6 separate regions of the Mus musculus genome follow, and all the other regions are linked to region 1. Evidence: chromatin contacts called from public Hi-C, HiChIP or PLAC-seq and promoter capture Hi-C data. All regions are on one chromosome and are shown on one strand. Each heading gives the region's core, a stretch centred on a gene start, on an enhancer-like site or on the middle of the called end of the contact. The rest is flanking DNA. Distances are from core to core; before and after follow the strand shown. Region 1 holds the start of Ago1 (argonaute RISC catalytic subunit 1). Region 2 holds the start of Mrps15 (mitochondrial ribosomal protein S15). Region 3 holds the start of Lsm10 (U7 snRNP-specific Sm-like protein LSM10). Region 4 overlaps AU040320 (expressed sequence AU040320). Region 5 holds the start of Eva1b (eva-1 homolog B (C. elegans)). Region 6 holds the start of Ncdn (neurochondrin).

Region 1 (2,866 bases), core at 105-2,604:
CCTCTGCCTCCCCAGCGCTGGGATTAAAGGCGTGCGCCACCAGTGTGTCTGCCTAACAACTTGTTTCTATCAGGCAGACAAGCTTGGCAGCTTTGAGTCTAATGACATGCTCCTGACGTGGGAAAAGATCCACTAGGAAACAGGAGGCACAGGTATATAGAGAGATTATATTGTGATATAGAGTCAATTCATGGAAAAGGAGGGCACTATCTTCAGATTAAAAGCTCCCATCTCTTCTCAGGAGTGGTCTAGAAACTTGAAAAACATGTGGGCCTAGTTTCTCAGTGACCAACACTTTCCTAAGGCCTATCTTCTGAGAGAAGTAGCTCATAAAGCAAGGCTTTGGTCCCCGTCCATCCTCATGCAGCAGAAAATGCACTCTGGCAGTTGACCTCGACCCTTTCTTTGACAAACTGCTACTCCGGGGTTTAAGGACCAAGTGTCAGAGACCGCCCCCCACCCTTCCCCCAAGACAGAAGGCAATTCCCATTTGTACTACGCAAACAGAATCTGCGAGACTGCACACTCCTCCTAAACCCAGGGGCACAGGAGGGATACTCCAACAGCCACGCCCCCACCACATAGGGCAGCCCTTCAGGCTGGTACCTCCGCGCATGCTCCCGCGCCACCACTCAAGTCCCCAATCTAAGGGGGGAAATCCCTGGTCTAAATCCCCACCCACCGCCCCCTGACCCTCACCCCCGCTTCAGGCCCAGCTGGGCGGAGCTCAGAGGCCAGCCCCGGCGCCTACTCCCCAGAGACATTAGCTTAGCCCAGCCCAGCACGGCCGAGCCCCCGCCCCCCGACAGGCGGTAGTTCCAGGCCCATCTGTGTCGCCCCCCTCCTCTCCAGGACACCTGGAGCCCGCCCCCCTGCCACCTGCCGGGCCTCCCCATAGGCCTCCCCAGACCTCACGGAAGGACACCGTGCATTCAGGCCCTTCTCCCAGGTTACTTCTCACCCTCGGGACAGTATACTGCTTCCTAGGACAAACAGCCCGGGTCTCAGATCTTCACATGGTTCTCAGCCGGAACTGCATACAACCCCCTTCAAAATGGGCCCCCCATCCCCTGAGAGCCCCTCTCCTCACTCTGCAACCATGCTCTATGCCGCGAGAGCCTATAGGGCTTTGGAATACACACTGCTCCCAGTCCCCGAGGGCCCTTACCTGCTCCCGAGGGTCCCGCTTCCATCCCATATACCCGTGCGGAGGACAGGCGGCCGGGAGACTGAGGAGTCCAGCGTGAGGGGCCTAGGTACCTCGCACTTGCACTGCTCGGGCTCCCGGGCCGGGCTCGGCTCCCCCCCGAAGCCCGGCCGCTCGCGCTGTCGCCCCCGCAGCCTCCGTTGCCGCCGCCGCGGAGCCTGCAGCAGCTCCCCCTGCTAGCGCCCGAGTAGCTGCCAGTGCGCAGGCGCGACCGATGGGCCCATGGGGCGGACGGGAACGAGTCAAGCGGGGCGCTCGACGGCAACAAAGGCCAATGGAGAGGGGCGGGGGCGCGGGGACCGTGCAGCGGCCTCTGGCGGCCACTCGTAGCCGTGCAGCCTGGCGGGAGGGCTCCAGTGGCGGAGCCGCGCAGTGGCGTAAGAGGGGAGGGGCTGGGCGACACCCCTTCCCCGGCTGCAGCCTGGGGCCCTGTCTTTTCCCTAAACAGATCTCTGGAAACCTATCCACAGCCCCGCTATCAACACAGAGCCTGGCTCCCACCCATTCCCCGACCCTCTCCCCCTCCAACACCCAATCACTCAAAGGCCCTGCCTCCCACCTCTCCCAATCACCCTCACCCTTAAGTCTTGACTGCCTCTGCTAAGTCAGTCTTTCTGTGTCCCTAGTCGCTGATCTCATTAATGCCACCCACCCTTCCAGGCTGCGTGCCTGGCGCTGAGACCACAAATGTGTTAGAAACCTTGCCTATTCTGGCCGGTGTAACAGTTTTGACACTGACAGAGCTCTCTATCTGCAGGAAGCACCTGCCTCCACTTTTTCGTCTGCAGAACGTTTGCTCCTACCAAATCTCTTAATGACGTTTTGTGTCAAACCCCAAAGGCTAATTTCCTATTATTTCCCTGCAGCATCTGAAACTATATCTCTTCTTAAAAATTAAAAAAAAAAAAGACTTTCCTTGGCTTTCACATTTTCTTAAGTCTCCTAATGTCTGTCCTGAAGAGCTTTCTTCAGTGGCTCCTCTTGTTTTGTTCACTGTAGTGACCTGAATTTTATATTCTACTCTCCCCTTGCCTCTTCACAGCTTCATCCACTTTTAATGCCCAAATATCTATACGTTACCATGTTGCAGCTTCATATTTCCTACTGTCTGCTGGACAGCTCCAGCTGGATCTAACAATTCAAACTTAAGTCCAAACCTAACCCTTTCTTTTTCCCCTACAAAATACATATATTTGTCCTGTCTCAGTGAACTGCATCTCCATGCCAAAAATATCAGCTCCTGTCTCCCTTGTCTATTTGCTATATTCAACTGTGTCTTGACATGCTTACCTTATGAAGTGCTCTCAAAGCATTCCCTGTCATTCTCATAGTCTCTAGTGTGGGTACCCTTTTCTTACCTTGCCAGAAGCACCACAGCTAATTCCTTGATCGTCTCACATAACCTTCTCATTTGGTCTGCTGCACTGATGGGGTAATTACAGAGAGACCCAGCTCAAACGTAACTTACACACACACACACACACACACACACACACAAACGCACGCACACACACACACACACACACATTTTTTTGAGACAGGGTCTCACTATGTGCTCTTGGCTGGCCTGAGACTTGTTATATAGATCAGGTTAGCCTTCAAATCACAGTATTCAGTTTCTTCTGCCTCCCAGGTGCTGGAATGAAAGCTGGCCACCAC
Region 2 (2,866 bases), core at 123-2,622, 420 kb before region 1:
TGCCTTCCATTCCAAAGTCCTGGGGTCACAGGCATATGCCACTACACCCAGTTTTTACGTACCACTGGGAATCCAACCCAGGACTGTGCATTCTAGGCAGGGACTCTGCTAACCAAACCACATCTTCAGTTGCCTAATGTCATTTGAGTTTCATGTAACCACATTTGTCAGGATTATTCCCTGTGCTAATGGAGACCTTTCCACAAAAGCCTTGCCTGTCTTGGGTCTACTTTCCCCGGCCCTGATCTCAGGCTTGGGATGGTGTGTTCTTTCCTTGCCCCTCTCTTTACCCTCCCCACTACTTTTCCTTTATATTTGCCCTTGCATCCCTCATTTCAGTTTTACCACAGCTGAGTACCGAATACTGACTATTTAAACATGTGTTTTGTATACAGCTGCTTCGGTCTATAGGCTGAACAATGTAAAAGACATTGCTACCAATCTCATTTGATGTTTTGAGAACACTGCAGCCCATAAAGGTAGACTTTGCCCACAGGGTCTCATAGTAATGGCTCAGTACCCTACCAAAAACTCTATCCTTAGTCACTGAGATACAAGCCAACGAAAGAAGGCTAGAACCTGAGGGTTCTTACAGGGCCCCGGTGTCTGGAGGAGGGCCAAGAAAGAATATTAGCCTCTGGAGAAGGTAAGGAGAGTCCCACAGAAGCCCTAAAATAACTAGGACCTAAGACAATGGTTCTCTTTTTTTTTTTTAATTAAAGATTTATTTTATTTTATGTATATGAGTACACTGTAGCTGAACAGATGGTTGTGAGTCTTTTTTTTTTTTTAGATTTATTTATTGTTATATGTAAGTACACTGTAGCTGTCTTCAGACACTCCAGAACAGGGCATCAGATCCCATTACAGGTGGTTATGAGCCACCATGTGGTTGCTGGGATTTGAACTCAGGACCTTAGGAAGAGCAGTCAGTGCTCTTAACCGCTGAGCCATTTCTCCAGCCCCAGGCAATGGTTCTCAACCTTCCTAATGCAGAGATACTTTAATACAGTTCTTCATGTTGTGAAGACCTCTAATAAAATTATTTCCGTTGCTAGTTCATAACTGCAATTTTGCTACTATTATGAATTGTGATATAAATATCTGATATGCAAGATATCTGATGTGTGACCCCTATGAATAGGTCGCTCAACAACCTTCACCCCCCATGTGTCTTGACCAACAGGTTGAGAACTGAGGACCAGGTCAGGAACATAAGGAATTTAGAAAGTGATTAGGCCGGATGCAAGGTCAATAGGTGACATTATAGCGTTCACACAGTGCTCCGGGCCTGTAAGCGTAGAAACAGGCCCGCCCACCAGGCCAAATTCCTGGGCTCCGCCCCAGCTCCCTGACAATCCGGAACCGATCCATTCGCTCAGCCCTCGGCAGCTCTTGTCGCGCTCTCACCTCGATTGGTCGAGCCCGAACCGTCATGGCTGCGCCCATGTAACCTGGATCCACCGCGGAGCGGGCAGTGGCGGTGCGGGCCCCCCGTCGAGTCGGGAGTCAACATGCTGCGGGCCGCGTGGCGTGCGCTGAGCTCTGTTCGTGCCCAGGCGGTGACACGGGCCCCAGTCCCTGCGCTGAGGGGCGGAAGTAGCGCCAGTCTGCTCTCTGCGCGCTGTGGCCTGCAGCCTCCGAGTGAGCCGCCGAGCTGGGTCCCAAGGGACTGGGCGAAGATGGAGGAGACCAGGCACCCGGAGACCCGAGAAAGGCAGTGACAGGATGAGAAAGAGGGTGATGGCTAGGGAAGGGGTGATGAGGAGGGAGATAGGGAAGTGAGGCGGTAGTTAGGTGCAGGTGCCTACAGTTCGTGGGAGAAGGGACATGAGGGGCTGTGTATGGCAGAGTCTCAGCCCTTTCTATTCTGCGTAGGTCTACTGCGCGCCGCGCGAGCATACGCCGCCGTCCAGAAACCAGGTACGAGGACTTGGGTTGTTGAGACTTGAGGCCGCCTGGAAGGCTTGGGGTGGACAAGGGAACAGAGGTGGCGCGCAAAGGGACAGGCCAAGACCCCCCCACATTCATTGTTTAGGGGTGCACGAGAAGGTAGAAGTAAGAGCTTTCGCGTGAAAGCACTCACTCATTTGACAATACAGATCACCAAAAGCTCCGCCTCGTTGTGTGCATCCCTACTGTGTCAGATGAGAGTGAGGTCGAAGCCCGAGGTCCAACCCAGTCCAGCTTGGCTGGACCCAATGAGTGTGTGGCTGGCAACACTAGCAAGAGTTACAATTCTAGGAATGTAACACTTTTTATCTGCTATTCTGAGAGGAAGGATGAAGTTTCCCATCCTAAGTTAGCATGCCTTAGGGCCCTCTAACAAACACATACTATTTGAGGCAAGTTTGCTTTTTTTGTGAACCAGCGCTGAAATGAGTGTCAAAGGATCCATTGGAACACAGTTAATAGGATTCAATCATGGCAGCGGTATGAAAAGCACCCTTAACCCCGTGCACAATAAACTGTGATATCATAGTCTTTATTGCTTCTAGTGTCCTTTGCATAGTGGCAGGACAGAGTCTGGCTTGAGAGGATAGATTATCTTGGTTGCGCTGGACTGGGTTGGACTACAGGCTTCAACCTCACTTCCAGTGACATAGTAGGAATGCACACACAGAAGCCGAGCTTTTAGTGATGCGAACTGGCTATTGACATTCCCTTAAAGCTAGCAGCACTTCCTCTCACCCTGTACTTCATTCATGTGGTCAACCAGCAAGCTTTGTTAAAGTGCTACTTCTAGACTAGACTATGGACTAGGCTGGGGAATCGAGGAGTTAAAGAGAAGCCAAACTCACTCCTGTCCACGGGAGAACCGATCCCAGTGAGGAATCTGATAACTGTAGAGCCAAGTCGGTTTGTG
Region 3 (2,866 bases), core at 178-2,677, 370 kb before region 1:
CTCGGGAGGCAGAGGCAGGTGGATTTCTGAGACAGGGTTTCTCTGTATAGCCCTGGCTGTCCTGGAACTCACTTTGTAGACCAGGCTGGCCTCGAACTCAGAAATCCACCTGCCTCTGCCTCCCAAGTGCTGGGATTAAAGGCGTGGGCCACCATGCACTGCTTGATTTTTTTTGTTTGTTTGTTTGTTTCTTTTGGTTTTGGTTTTTCGAGACAGGGTTTCTCTGTGTAGTCCTGACTGTCCTGGAACTCACTCTGTAGACCAGGCTGGCCTTGAACTCAGAAATCTGCCTGTCACTGCCTCCCACGTGCTGGGGTTAAAGGCATGTGCCACCACTGCCCGGCTCGATTTTATTTATTTATTTATTTATTTATTTATTTTTGTTTTTTTGAGGCAGAGTTTCTCTGTGTAGCCCTGGCTGTCCTGGAACTCACTGTGTAGAACAGGCTGGCCTCAAACTCAGAAATCCGCCTGCCTCTGCCTCCCGAGTGCTGGGATTAAAGGCGTGGGCCACCATGCCCTGCTCAATTTTATTTTTAATTGTTAATTAGTTACAAGCAGTTGTGAGCTGGGAACCAAATGTAGGTCTTCTGCAATAGTATGCGGACTTAATTGCTAAAGTTTAGCAGTTAAATCTTCTCTCCATAGCCCTGTGTTTTCCTCTTTGAGACAAGGTAGCTATGTAGGCCTTGCTGTCCTTGAACTCTCTCCATAGACCAGGCTGTCCTCCAACTGAGATCCACCTGCCTCTGTCTCTGGAGTTGCTGGAATTAAGGAGTTTGCCACCACGTTTGGGCCACATTTCCGTAATTTTTTTTTTTTTTTAAAGATTTATTTATTTATTACATGTAAGTACACTGTAGCTGTCTTCAGACACACCAGAAGAGGGCGTCAGATCTCGTTACAGATGGTTGTGAGCCACCATGTGGTTGCTGGGATTTGAACTCTGGACCTTCCGAAGAGCAGTCGGGTGCTCTTACCCACTGAGCCATCTAACCAGCCCCTCATTTCCGTAATTTTAATCAGATGAAGGAATTAAGGAGTTTGCCACCACGTTTGGGCCACATTTCCGTAATTTTAATCAGATGAAGGACGTTGTGTTTTTCTTTCTTTCTTTCTTTCTTTCTTTCTTTCTTTCTTTCTTTCTTTCTTTCTTTCTTTCTTTCTTTCTTTCTTTCTTTATTTATTTATTTATTTATTTAACAGAAGCTCTCTCCCACTTAACGCCATGAGCTCAGCAGGACATTAGGGAGACACAGCTCCAAGCCGGAGCCTACAAAGGTGGGAAACTAGACAGAGAAGAGAATTGGGCGTGTGGCGCGCGGCCTCCTGGGACTTGTAGTCCGCATCCTGCGAGGCGCATGCTCTGATGCTCTGGGTCTTCCGCGGTTGCCATGGCTTCTCTGAGCCTCGGTGGGTGGTGCCCCTAGACACGGGCGGGTTTTGGAGGCGTAGCGCGCGGAAGGCGGAAGGCATCACGCGGTGGGTAGGGCAGTCGAGAGTGGGGACTAGGGCGCGCTGGGACCCGTCCTCTTCCCCTGGCGCACTGGCTGCGGACTTTTCTTCCCAAACCCCTTACGCGCGGTGAGGAGAGGGGCGCACTCGGCACCCGGCTTTCCCGGGTGGGACTAATGAGCTTGACCGCTAGTGGCAAATCCCAGGCCTCCGGTCCTGGAAGCAGCAGAGTCTGGGCCTGCCTGAAGGTCTCAAAGACTATCCTTTTGGATTTTGTTTTAAGACAGAGTGTAGTTCTGTATGCCAGACTGGTCTGTAACTCGGAGATCCACCTGCCTCGGCCTCCTGAGTGCTGGGTTTAAATGCATGCATCTTGGCTAGGTTTGGCTTGTTTTGTCTTGAAACATTCCACTATCCAGGTTGACTTGGAGCTCACGATGTAGTTTAGGCCGGTTTGGCATTTGAGGTGCTCCTACTGCTTCAGACTTTAAAGTGATGGTATTATAAGTGTGCGCCATCATGCTTGGCTAGATTACATAGTAACAAGCGCCTGGCAGAAGGACATACATAAACTACAATTTGCAGTAGTCGTTCTCAAACTGACTGGCACATTAAAATTCTGGGGGGCTTTTTGTTTAAAAAAAAAGTATAAACTGAGCATAGTGGCACACACCTTTAATCCCAACACTGGAGAGGCAGAGGCAGGAGGATCTCGATGAGTTTAAGGCCAGCCTGGTCTACATAGAGAGTTCAGGACAGCCAGGGCTACATAGAGAAACCCTGTCTCAAAATAATGTAAAAATAGGATACCTTGCAGGATGTGGTAACACACATCCTGAATCCCCAGCACTTGTGAGGAAGAGACAGGTGGATCTCTGTGAGTTCCAGGCCACACTTGTTTACATTTTAAGTTCCAGGCTACTCAGGAAGATATAGGAAGACCCTGTCTTTAAAAACAACAACAACAAAACAATCTGGGCCTGTCCTCTCCAGGCAAATGAATCTAGATCTCTGGGATGTGTGGGACGTGAAAGCCAGGCAAAGGTTTCCCCGGGTGTATCCAGTGCAGGGAGGCATCTGGACCACTAGTGTGGAGTTTCAGGGCTTGGTAAAGGTGAGTGACTCTATCTGTGTGCTCCTGCCCACAGTGAGCAGCCAGCCAATGTGGAACAATGGCACTGAGCCACTCGGTGAAGGAGCGAACTATTTCTGAGAACAGCCTGATCATCCTGTTGCAGGGCCTCCAAGGCCAAATAACCACTGTGGACCTTCGGGATGAGAGTGTGGCCCGAGGACGCATTGACAACGTGGATGCTTTCATGAATATCCGCCTGGCCAATGTCACCTATACCGACCGCTGGGGACATCAGGTTGAGTTGGATGACCTTTTTGTGACCGGTCGTAACGTCCG
Region 4 (2,866 bases), core at 123-2,622, 370 kb after region 1:
CAGCGTGCAAACCTCCCTAAGCTCACTGGTAGATCATCTAGCTACAAGATGCCCTCCCCAGAAGTCTGTGAAATAGACAGGGCACTTAAACAAGTAGAGTAACCTGGGCGGCTATGGCGAGTAGGGACCTGTTGCTTCCTGGGTCCTGCTGCTATCACACAGAGAGATGGTCTTAGTGTTAGTTGACAGTCTTGCTAAGAGCAGACAGAAATGAGATTTTGGGGTGGAATTTCCCACCATTCAGCACGACAGGCCAAGCAAAATGCCTTCAAGCAGAACTCAGCCCTAGGCCACCAGGTTTTGCTGTTAGAAAGCTCCTGTGTTGCAGGCTTTCCTCCAGTTATTTATAATGTTCCTTCTGACAGGCCGGAAGGGCTCTGTACCTTCAGGTGTCTAGAGGCATGACACAAAGCATGTTTTACCTGGCTTTAGTTCATGTGTTTTGATAGGTTTCTCTGCTGCCACAGAATCTATAGAAATTCTTAATAGTACAATGTCTCACGCTGTTCTGTTAATGGTCATTCGTTGTGCTGACCAGGGACACACCCCCAGTACCAAGTTAGTTTTAAAGACCTGGCTGAAGTATTTCTTCCCGAGTGAGTACTGTGTGCATTGCTGTGATCCTGGGAGTCGTTTCCCATGCCTGAATTTCTGCATGTAGGGAGTTAGAACGCCAGCCCTGCAGCTGTCCGCAATGCAAGAAGGAGACTATACCTACCAGCTCACAGTGACTGACACCGCAGGACAACAGGCCACCGCCCAAGTGACTGTGATTGTGCAGCCTGGTAAGCTCCTCCCCAGGATCCTGCCAGCCCTGGGGCCACAGGCTGGAGTTCTGGGCTGCAGGCCAGAGAAGTGGAAGGCAGGCAGTCGCCCCTCAGAGCCTGAGAGTCACCCCACCCGGCTCTCACCCTTTGCCTTACAAGACTTCTGAGCTTTAGTGTGTGTCCTTGCCTTGCAAGTTACTGTGTGATGGTGAGGGCCTGGGAGATGGCGTCACCATCATACCAAATGCTACTTGGTTTTAAAGGGTTGTTGCAAAGCCCTCAATGCCTAGAAAACTGTGTCTACCTCTTCTTAGCCCACTGCATTAGATTTCAGAGGTAGTGAGCTGTAAAAACTTCAAAATTGTTTGACATGATTCAGTTTCATTTTTTACTGTGAGTCCCCTGATGGCATCCATCTCTCCCACATATCTTGTAATGCTCTGGGCTAAGAGGCAGAGTTCCCATGGCTACCAGAGCAGATGCCCCAATGGATCCTCTCCTCTGCCACCTGGAGTGCTGCTTTTGATGGCTGCATCTTTGTCCTAGAGAACAACAAGCCTCCTCAGGCAGATGCAGGCCCAGACAAAGAGCTGACCCTGCCCGTGGACAGCACAACCCTGGACGGCAGCAAGAGCACAGATGACCAGAGAGTCGTCTCTTACCTTTGGGAGCAGAGTCGGTGAGTGTCGATGCCATCTGGGCAGAGTTTCCAGCCATGGAGCAGCAGGGTTTATTTGCTTTTGAGAGTTGACTCATTCTTACTAGTCTCTCCCGGAGAGTGAGAAAGAAAGGTTTACAATCCCAAGGTTCTACTCTTTTTTTTTTTTTTTTTTTTTCGAGACAGGGTTTCTCTGTGTAGCTGTAGCTGTCCTGGAACTCACTCTGTAGACCAGACTGGCCTCAAACTCAGAAATCCGCCTGCCTCTGCCTCCCAAGTGCTGGGATTAAAGGCGTGCGCCACCACGCCCAGCTGACTCTTTTTTTTAAAGATTTATTTATCTTATGTATGTGAGTGCACTGTAACTGTCTTCAGACCAACCAAAAGAGTTCATCAGATCCCATTACAGATGCGGTTGCTGGGAACTGAACTCAGGACCTCTGGAAGAGGGCTCAATGCTCTTAACCGCTGAGCCATTTCTCTAGCCCCTAAGGTTCAACTCTTAAGAAAGATTTTCTGATTTTTTTTAAAAGAGAGAATGTATATCATCAGTTAGCCCCACTGTGTGAGCTTGGGCTTTTGCAGGCACCACCCATCTGCTAAATGCATAGTTTCGTTACACTTGAGAGGCAGGTTGGAAGGTAATGGAGCAGAAAGATACCATTGTTCAAAATTGACTAGTAAGGCTAACTGAGGAGTGGGCAGGCAGCTCCTGAGAGGAACTGAACCTTCATCAGCAAAGCAAAGCAAAGCAGAGCAGAGCAGAGCAGAGCAGAGCAGAGCAGAGCAAAGCAAAGCAAAGCAAAGCAAAGCAAAGCAAAGCAAAGCAAAGCAAAAAGCAAAGCATGCCTGTGTTACTGCTCTTCAGAGACTTTGGTTTTCAGTTAAGTTAGCCAAAGATCAAAGACTGCAGCCAAAAATTACTCTTTTTAAGTTGTAATTACCTATTTGAGCTATTCCTGATTGTACAATTTCTTTCAGCTTTTATGAACCATAGAAAATGGAATTTAACTTGTATCCAGAGTTCTGCATGAACTGAAGGGATTCTAGGGAAGCTGAAAACATTCTCCAGTTCCAAAACAGCAGCCACAAAGACAGGCTGGGTTTACCCCTAACACATATGTGTACACACACACGCACACACGCACACGCACACACACACACACACACACACAAACACACACACACACAGAGAGAGAGAGAGAGAGAGAGTGAGATCTTATTACAGCATTGGAGGTGGGTGGGGAAGGGTTTTAATATCTACTTAGGAAGTCCGTGTTAGGCAGTAGACATCCTTTTCCTCAGCTGCCCTGGAGAGCTGGGTCTCCCTTAGCTGATGTGTTTTTCTTGTAGCTGTTTATTGTAAGCAGACCTGATGAGCCCCCAAGCAGAGGCTCAGCAGTGGCTGCAGTGTAAATAGTGCTTAGTGGAGCTTCCTAGA
Region 5 (2,866 bases), core at 256-2,755, 320 kb before region 1:
CTGCCTCGAAAACTATCTTCACTCAAAACTATGTCCACACAGCAACTCCCTTCAGACTACCAACTCCTCCTCCTCCTTCTTCACCACCATCACCACCACCCAGACCACTCCTTTCCTGAATATTTGCAACACTGTTCTCTCTGCTTCTACTGTTTGTTCGTTTTGTTTTTTTGTTTTGTTTTTTGGAGACAGGAAGGGATTTGGGTCTACATGGTACATGGTGAATTTTCTGAGATTTTTTTGTAGACCAGGCTGGCCTCCAACTCAGAAATCCGCCTGCCTCTGCCTCCCAAGTTCTGGGATTCAAAGGCGTGCGCCACCACGCCCTGCCCTCTGCTTCCACTCTTGCCCTGCTGTGGCCAAGCCTATCTTGAGCAGCTTCAGGAGTCTTTCCAATGTGTGGCGTGGGGACTGACACTCTCTAACTTAAGCCTCCAGGGGTTATCACTTCACTTCCAATGAAATCCAAGCTCCTGAGTGATCTGCAAATCCTGTGTGGTCTCCGATCAGTTACTTTCCCCTCGAACCTCTCATGCTAGCTCCGTCTCTGCATGCCAGAAACTCCACTCATGCTCCCATCCTACCCTTTGATCCTGCCTTAGACAGGCTCCCCGAGATCCTGGCATGGCTGCCCTCTCCTCAGGACTGAGCTCTTACCTGGGGCGTCTCTGTGAGAGTTACTCAAGATGTTCTCCATCACATTAATGCATTCCACTACCTTCATGACACCTCACAGCCCCTTTGAAGATGCCTGCCTCCTGAGGGCTTGTAACCTCTGACCTCTGCAATTCCTTTTTTTTTTTTTTTTTTTTTTTTTTTGGGTTTTCGAGACAGGGTTTCTCTGTATAGCCCTGGCTGTCCTGGAACTTATGCCACACTAAAATGCTGAGGCAGCATTATATGCAAATAGGTAAGTACGCATGGGCCAACGCATGCTTACAAAGCAGACTAAACACAAAAATACCCAGGTCTGAGCCAGCTTGGTCCTTTCTCCATCTCCTCTTGACCCCTACTTGAACCCAGGCGGGCTTGGAGGAGTCGGGGTCTGCAGCTTGAACAGGGAAGGGGTTAATGGCCTCCAGGCTTCAGGCAGCGCCTACAGCTATGCCTGCAATTTCCTCTGGCCATTCTTTCCCTCCTCCTTCCCAAGATTCCCGCCAAGAAGGCCTCCCCCTCACCCCAGCTCCAGCGTAGGGAGGGGAAGGGGGTTGGCCAGGAGAGTAAGCAGAAAGAAGAGGCCAGCTGCAGATCCCCCCCAGCGCACTTCGGTCCCAGCCTTGAGCCCAGGTGGAAGCACACGTGTGACTCTGGGCAGGTCCGGCTAGCAAAGCAAGCGAGGCTGTTCCCTAGCGCCGAGGCCCCCGCTGGGGTCTGCAATATGCTGGGACCTGGCTCACCGCCGAGTCCGACAATCATTAACCTTGGGTGACCACAGCAGCTGGACACACTCAGCCAGGGCACTGGGAGGAGGGGCTGAGAGATCCCTTCTCCGAGGAAAACCAATAAGGACGCGGGGGTGCCGGCTGCCTCTACTAGGTCTAGGAAGGTCTGGAAGGATGAAGGGGTTTGGACCCGCCTCATCCCAGGAGGAGCCAGGCACAGGAAAGTAGTTTGGAGCCTGCGCGCTAGAGTAAGAGCGTTGTGGGTTCAAATCCTGACCGTGTGGCAAAGGTCTTCAAGATCTTTGACTCAGTTTACTTCATTTGCAAATTGGAGATTTAATGGTAGCCACATTCCAGGGTTGGCTGGCTTAAATGAAGGGATGTCTACGGGAAGCGGGAGGGGAGGTAACCTGCCGCCAGGGGCTCCAGGCCTTAGGGATGTTTAGTAACTAATGTTGTTGTTAGTACTGGCGGGGGCGGACCCTGTGAGCGCCCTCCCCAGCGGCTTCCTGTAGGGGAGCAGGGGCCGCCCCCTCTCCCCTTCCTCCAGGCGCTCTTCCTCCCCGCCTCTCCTCCCCGCCCCGCCCCGTCCCTCCTCTTTCCTCGGAGGAAACTTTCCGCCGGCTGGTCCGTCGCGGTGTCCGGCCGCACCGCCGTGCGAACCTGGTAAGGCGGACGGGGCGGCCCGGCCTGGGTGTATGCGGCCACCGGGGAGACGCCACTGCCGGGGCGAGGCTGCGGGACGCTGACGGGTGAGCGAGCCGGGCCGGCCGAGGCCCCGCGGGTGGAGGGGTGCAGGAGGGAGGTGGAAGGGGAGCCCGAGGCACCGCCTCGCCCTTCCGTGCGCTGGGCCTCGCCTGGGGACCCCACGAGGGGGCGGAGCGTGTGCGCCCTCTCCGCCGCTCCCGGGGATGGAGAGGCGTCTGCGGGGGAACAAGGACTAGCAGAGTCCAGATCTGCGATCCAGTGAGGCGAACCGCTCCCTCGCCCCACCACCACCCCAGGGTGGAGGAGCTACGCGAGGAGCGAGCGCCTTGGGCTCTGGAAGACCTGACCTGGGTGACCTCGCAGGCTGACAGGCGAGCTGCATCCCAGCAGCATGGATGCCCCAAGAAGGGACATGGAGCTACTCAGCAACAGCCTGGCAGCCTATGCGCACATCAGAGGTGAGGGCCAGGCCTGGGGGCACGGAGCCCGTCCATCATAACCCAGGCAGCCCTCCACTCCTAGCTGCTCACCCTGTCCTTGCAGCCCTTCCGTTCCTTGCCCCAAGCCTAGCTAGACCCTGGATCTCTCCCAGATGGGACGACTCCAGCCTGTCAGGGCCCCCTGTGACCTCCGCTCCCTGCTCCCTAGCTAACCCCGAGAGCTTCGGCCTCTACTTCGTGCTTGGCGTCTGCTTCGGCCTGCTGCTGACCCTATGCCTGCTGGTCATCAGCATCTCCTGCGCGCCTCGCTCGCGACCCCGGACCCCTGCTCCGCGC
Region 6 (2,866 bases), core at 178-2,677, 280 kb after region 1:
CGCTCCAGGGTGGGGTTTCGGCTCTCTGCCTGGTTCAGAGCTGGCTCACAATCCGAGGCCATGATGCCCGCCTTGCCCAACTGTGAACACAAGAGGGACTGAGCATCCCTCTGCAGAGGAGGGGCGGGGGCGGGGGTGGAAGTGGAGGATGTAGGGAGGGATTAGCACAGAGGGAGGGGGGGTGGATTTGGAAGGGTGGCTTCCTCATGACTGACCTCCCTTGGGGGAGCCCCTTTAAGAGGCTGGACCTACAAATTCTTTAGGATGAAGAAGGGACCCTGGTCCAAGGTCACCTCCAGAAAAGTGGGATATGAGGACCATGCATGCCGCTGCTCAGCTGGACAGCTTTCCTCACCAGTCTAGAAGTGGGAAGGAGCTGGCCCAACTGCTCAGCAGCCCCTGGCACCAGACACCGGGTTTTATCTCTCTCCAGGAGGCACACGAGGAGTGAGCGGTGAGGACAGACAGGGAGGAATGCAGACAGACACGGGTCAAGTTCGATTATCCGGACTCACGCCGACAAGGAAGAAAAGGACATTCTAGGGTTCCTTTCCCCTCCCTTCTTCAGAGAAAGTAGACTGGCTTCAGCAGGAGTGAGAAGGCAAGCTCTCCAGAGAAGGCTTTGAAGACTCCCCTGTGGACCCACCCCTCCAGCCAGGGCTCTTAATCGCCCCCGCAGCCTCCTTGCCTTCTCTTCTTTCCCTCCCTCGGGCAGAGGCTGCAGAGGCTGCAGAGGCTGCAAGAGCAGGAGCTGCAGCTGCTGCTGCAGCAGCAGCAACATTAACCCCTTGTGCTCCCTGTACTCTCCCTGTCCGTCCCGCTAACAGCCTGTGGGTGCCGGCACTGGCTGGAGAAGGAAAGAGGGGTCGGGTGGCTCTCAGGATAACAGAATCCAAAAGCCGGATAATCGAAGCGGGGCTGCAGTGATGGAGAGATGAGAAGGGGAGAAGGGATCCTGGCGGTCACCACCTGTCCCGCCGCAGCCAGGTCACAACACGACATTGATGAAGTCGAACGACAGGGCAGCGATGAGATCACACTTCACGATGGCGCGGTGATGTCACGGAGAGATCACAGCGAAATCACGACATGAAGGGGACAGCCCCCAAATATGATAGGGCAAATTTAAAAAAATATATAGGTAGATAGATAAATACTGAAAGGGGTTGTGACAAAATGGAGTCTCGACAGGGTACGGTGATGTCGAGATATGGCACGATGGAGTCGCGATAGGGTCCCTGGGGAGTCTCGGCATCGATCAGCGCCGGTTCGGAGAGGCTCCGGCTGAGATGCAGGGGAGGGCTTGAAGGGGGCTGAGCTCACCAGGCTGCGGCCCCGAGCGGCGAAGTCTTTCTCCGGGCGCGATGCTCCGGGAGCCTGGGGCTGCTGCTCACGCCGCGTTGCCCACTCTTGGCTCCAGGCTGCTACAGCTCCACCCCCACCCCCGCATCGCTCTCGACCAATCGGCGCTGGGCTCACTCCGCACTCTGACCAATGGCACAGCAGGGCGCTAAGCAGTAGGGGGGCGCCTCCGGTGCGGCCATCTTGCTTGTGGGCAATTGCCCGAGTCTGGGGCCTGAGTGCTCGAGCTAAGGAGGAAAGGTGCGGGCCGCCCCGCAAGGGCTCGCGGCCAAAGGCTGAGGGCCCGGACGTCCTCGCTTGTGCGTAGCTCTCCCCTCAGCGCCGCCCCTCCTCCCACTTTTGGGCTCGCGGCTGGAATTGCGCTTCCGGAGGGTGGGGGCAGGAGGACTGGCTCAGCGTGAAGAGTATGTTTCCGGGTTGAGCCCCGGGAGGTGGGAAGGAGGCGGCGTTTCCGGCCGCGGTCGCTGTCCAGGGAGGCTGAGGCAAGAGGGAGCTGTCCGGGTGGGGAGCCAGCACTTCCTTCTTCCTCCTCTGCGTGAGGGGAGAGAAGGTTGGGGGTCCCCGAGCCCATGGATCGGGAGGAGGCGGAGGCCGCCGAGAGCCGGCACCCCTCTATGTGGCCCTGAGCCCCGGTAGGTGGCCGGGGCGGCTGACTGCCAGGCCGAGGACCAGGAGCTCAGGGGAGGGGCAGAGGCGGGACGGGCGATGCCTCGGGTACGCTGGTCCGGCGTTGGGACCCGGAGATGGCGCTCCTGGCTGGGACAGGACAAATCTGCTGCTTCTAGCCTTGCAGGTGCCAGAGTCCCAATCTGAACCCCTCCGCTTTGGGACTCAGGCCTGGTCAGGCAGCTCCCTCTATTCCCTGACATATGGGCAGACCAGGCTGAGGCACTGCGGTCCTTATGATACTCTCGACCTCTGCAGCCTCGTCCCGAGTTGCTGTCTCTGGTGTTTGATGATCTTCCCATCGAGATTAAAAGAAAAGAAAAGGGAAAAAAAAAAGTTGATACAGAATAAAGGGGGCGGGGCTGGGCTCGTTGGCGAAAACCTTCCTCCTTGAGAATTTTGACAATTATGCCCCTTAGAGGGTCCTGCGGTGGCTGCAGTGAGCACAAAAAGCGAACTGAAGGAAGTCAAAGTAGAAGACCTCAGGCGGGGTTCCAGGAATGCTTTGCCTGGTCTCATCTCACGGTGGTTGTGCCCAACTGACAATAGAAGCTGTTAAAGCTCCTTAGCTGACTCTCCTTGTGCTATCTTGTGATTAACAGACTGGAAACTAGGAACAAATTGGAAAGACGACCTCCTAGAACAATCTGTTCATTTTTCCAGCTATTTGGAAAACAGTGTTTGCAAATATAAGCAAAGCTATTCATGCAGTCTGTTCTGTAACTTTCTCAAACATCTAGGACTTTTTTCTTTCTTTCTTTCTTTCTTTCTTTCTTAAAGCTTTATTCTTGATTACTCACACCCGTTGAATAGACCGGCTCTGTCGTTATTCAAACAT

Evidence for each region. A called contact is a pair of places that touch in the nucleus more often than the background predicts. HiChIP or PLAC-seq counts read pairs in DNA pulled down with a chosen protein or histone mark. Capture Hi-C pulls out chosen DNA fragments and counts their contacts.
Region 2: a Hi-C map of CD8 T cells shows a contact between it and region 1, with 3 times the contacts expected there. The contact joins the promoter of Mrps15 here to the promoter of Ago1 in region 1. A contact is called at or near these places in 1 of 39 promoter capture datasets (liver), 5 of 484 Hi-C or Micro-C datasets (CD4 T cells, CD8 T cells, double positive thymocytes and 2 more), 1 of 115 datasets of contacts at active chromatin or transcription factors (bone marrow-derived macrophages) and 2 of 9 other capture datasets (adipose tissue and pancreatic islet).
Region 3: a contact with region 1 is called in a promoter capture Hi-C map of adipose tissue. The contact joins the promoter of Lsm10 here to the promoter of Ago1 in region 1. A contact is called at or near these places in 5 of 484 Hi-C or Micro-C datasets (CD8 T cells, cortical neurons, double positive thymocytes and 1 more), 1 of 115 datasets of contacts at active chromatin or transcription factors (extraembryonic endoderm stem cells) and 2 of 9 other capture datasets (adipose tissue and liver).
Region 4: a contact with region 1 is called in an HNF4G HiChIP or PLAC-seq map of pancreatic cancer cells. The contact joins the enhancer-like site here to the promoter of Ago1 in region 1. A contact is called at or near these places in 1 of 39 promoter capture datasets (liver) and 5 of 115 datasets of contacts at active chromatin or transcription factors (astrocytes, cardiomyocytes, embryonic stem cells and 2 more).
Region 5: a contact with region 1 is called in a promoter capture Hi-C map of liver. The contact joins the promoter of Eva1b here to the promoter of Ago1 in region 1. A contact is called at or near these places in 1 of 39 promoter capture datasets (liver), 1 of 484 Hi-C or Micro-C datasets (embryonic stem cells), 2 of 115 datasets of contacts at active chromatin or transcription factors (epiblast stem cells and extraembryonic endoderm stem cells) and 2 of 9 other capture datasets (adipose tissue and liver).
Region 6: a contact with region 1 is called in a Hi-C map of regulatory T cells, with 5 times the contacts expected there. The contact joins the promoter of Ncdn here to the promoter of Ago1 in region 1. A contact is called at or near these places in 6 of 39 promoter capture datasets (erythroid cells, hippocampal neurons, liver and 2 more), 11 of 484 Hi-C or Micro-C datasets (CD4 T cells, CD8 T cells, cardiomyocytes and 6 more), 7 of 115 datasets of contacts at active chromatin or transcription factors (the SCID.adh cell line, bone marrow-derived macrophages, embryonic stem cells and 3 more) and 2 of 9 other capture datasets (adipose tissue and liver).

Annotation. Positions count from the first base shown.
Region 1 is chr4:126,467,229-126,470,094 of GRCm38.p6, forward strand. Ago1 (argonaute RISC catalytic subunit 1) reads right to left here and starts at 1,355. Exons shown (of 19, transcript NM_153403.3): 1 at 1,169-1,355. The coding sequence starts at 1,193.
Region 2 is chr4:126,045,556-126,048,421 of GRCm38.p6, forward strand. Mrps15 (mitochondrial ribosomal protein S15) reads left to right here and starts at 1,373. Exons shown (of 8, transcript NM_025544.2): 1 at 1,373-1,644; 2 at 1,879-1,923. The coding sequence starts at 1,515.
Region 3 is chr4:126,095,226-126,098,091 of GRCm38.p6, forward strand. It overlaps Lsm10 (U7 snRNP-specific Sm-like protein LSM10), which reads left to right and starts at 1,428. Exons shown (of 2, transcript NM_138721.2): 1 at 1,428-1,584; 2 at 2,604-2,866. The coding sequence starts at 2,628.
Region 4 is chr4:126,835,974-126,838,839 of GRCm38.p6, forward strand. AU040320 (expressed sequence AU040320) reads left to right here. Exons shown (of 21, transcript NM_133886.2): 11 at 662-785; 12 at 1,314-1,446. Among named protein-coding and RNA genes, the nearest start is that of Gm24161, 19 kb to the left of the region's middle. Within about 2 kb of position 1,373, at least 24 of the 459 cell types and tissues checked have an H3K27ac peak or open chromatin away from gene starts, as enhancers often do. A contact at or near this core is called in pancreatic cancer cells, where this site is marked.
Region 5 is chr4:126,146,498-126,149,363 of GRCm38.p6, forward strand. It overlaps Eva1b (eva-1 homolog B (C. elegans)), which reads left to right and starts at 1,506. Exons shown (of 3, transcript NM_172145.3): 1 at 1,506-2,134; 2 at 2,454-2,548; 3 at 2,739-2,866. The coding sequence starts at 2,482.
Region 6 is chr4:126,752,002-126,754,867 of GRCm38.p6, forward strand. Ncdn (neurochondrin) reads right to left here and starts at 1,428. Exons shown (of 7, transcript NM_011986.4): 1 at 970-1,428; 2 at 1-80. The coding sequence starts at 1,002. It overlaps AU040320 (expressed sequence AU040320), which reads left to right and starts at 1,769. Exons shown (of 21, transcript NM_133886.2): 1 at 1,769-1,994.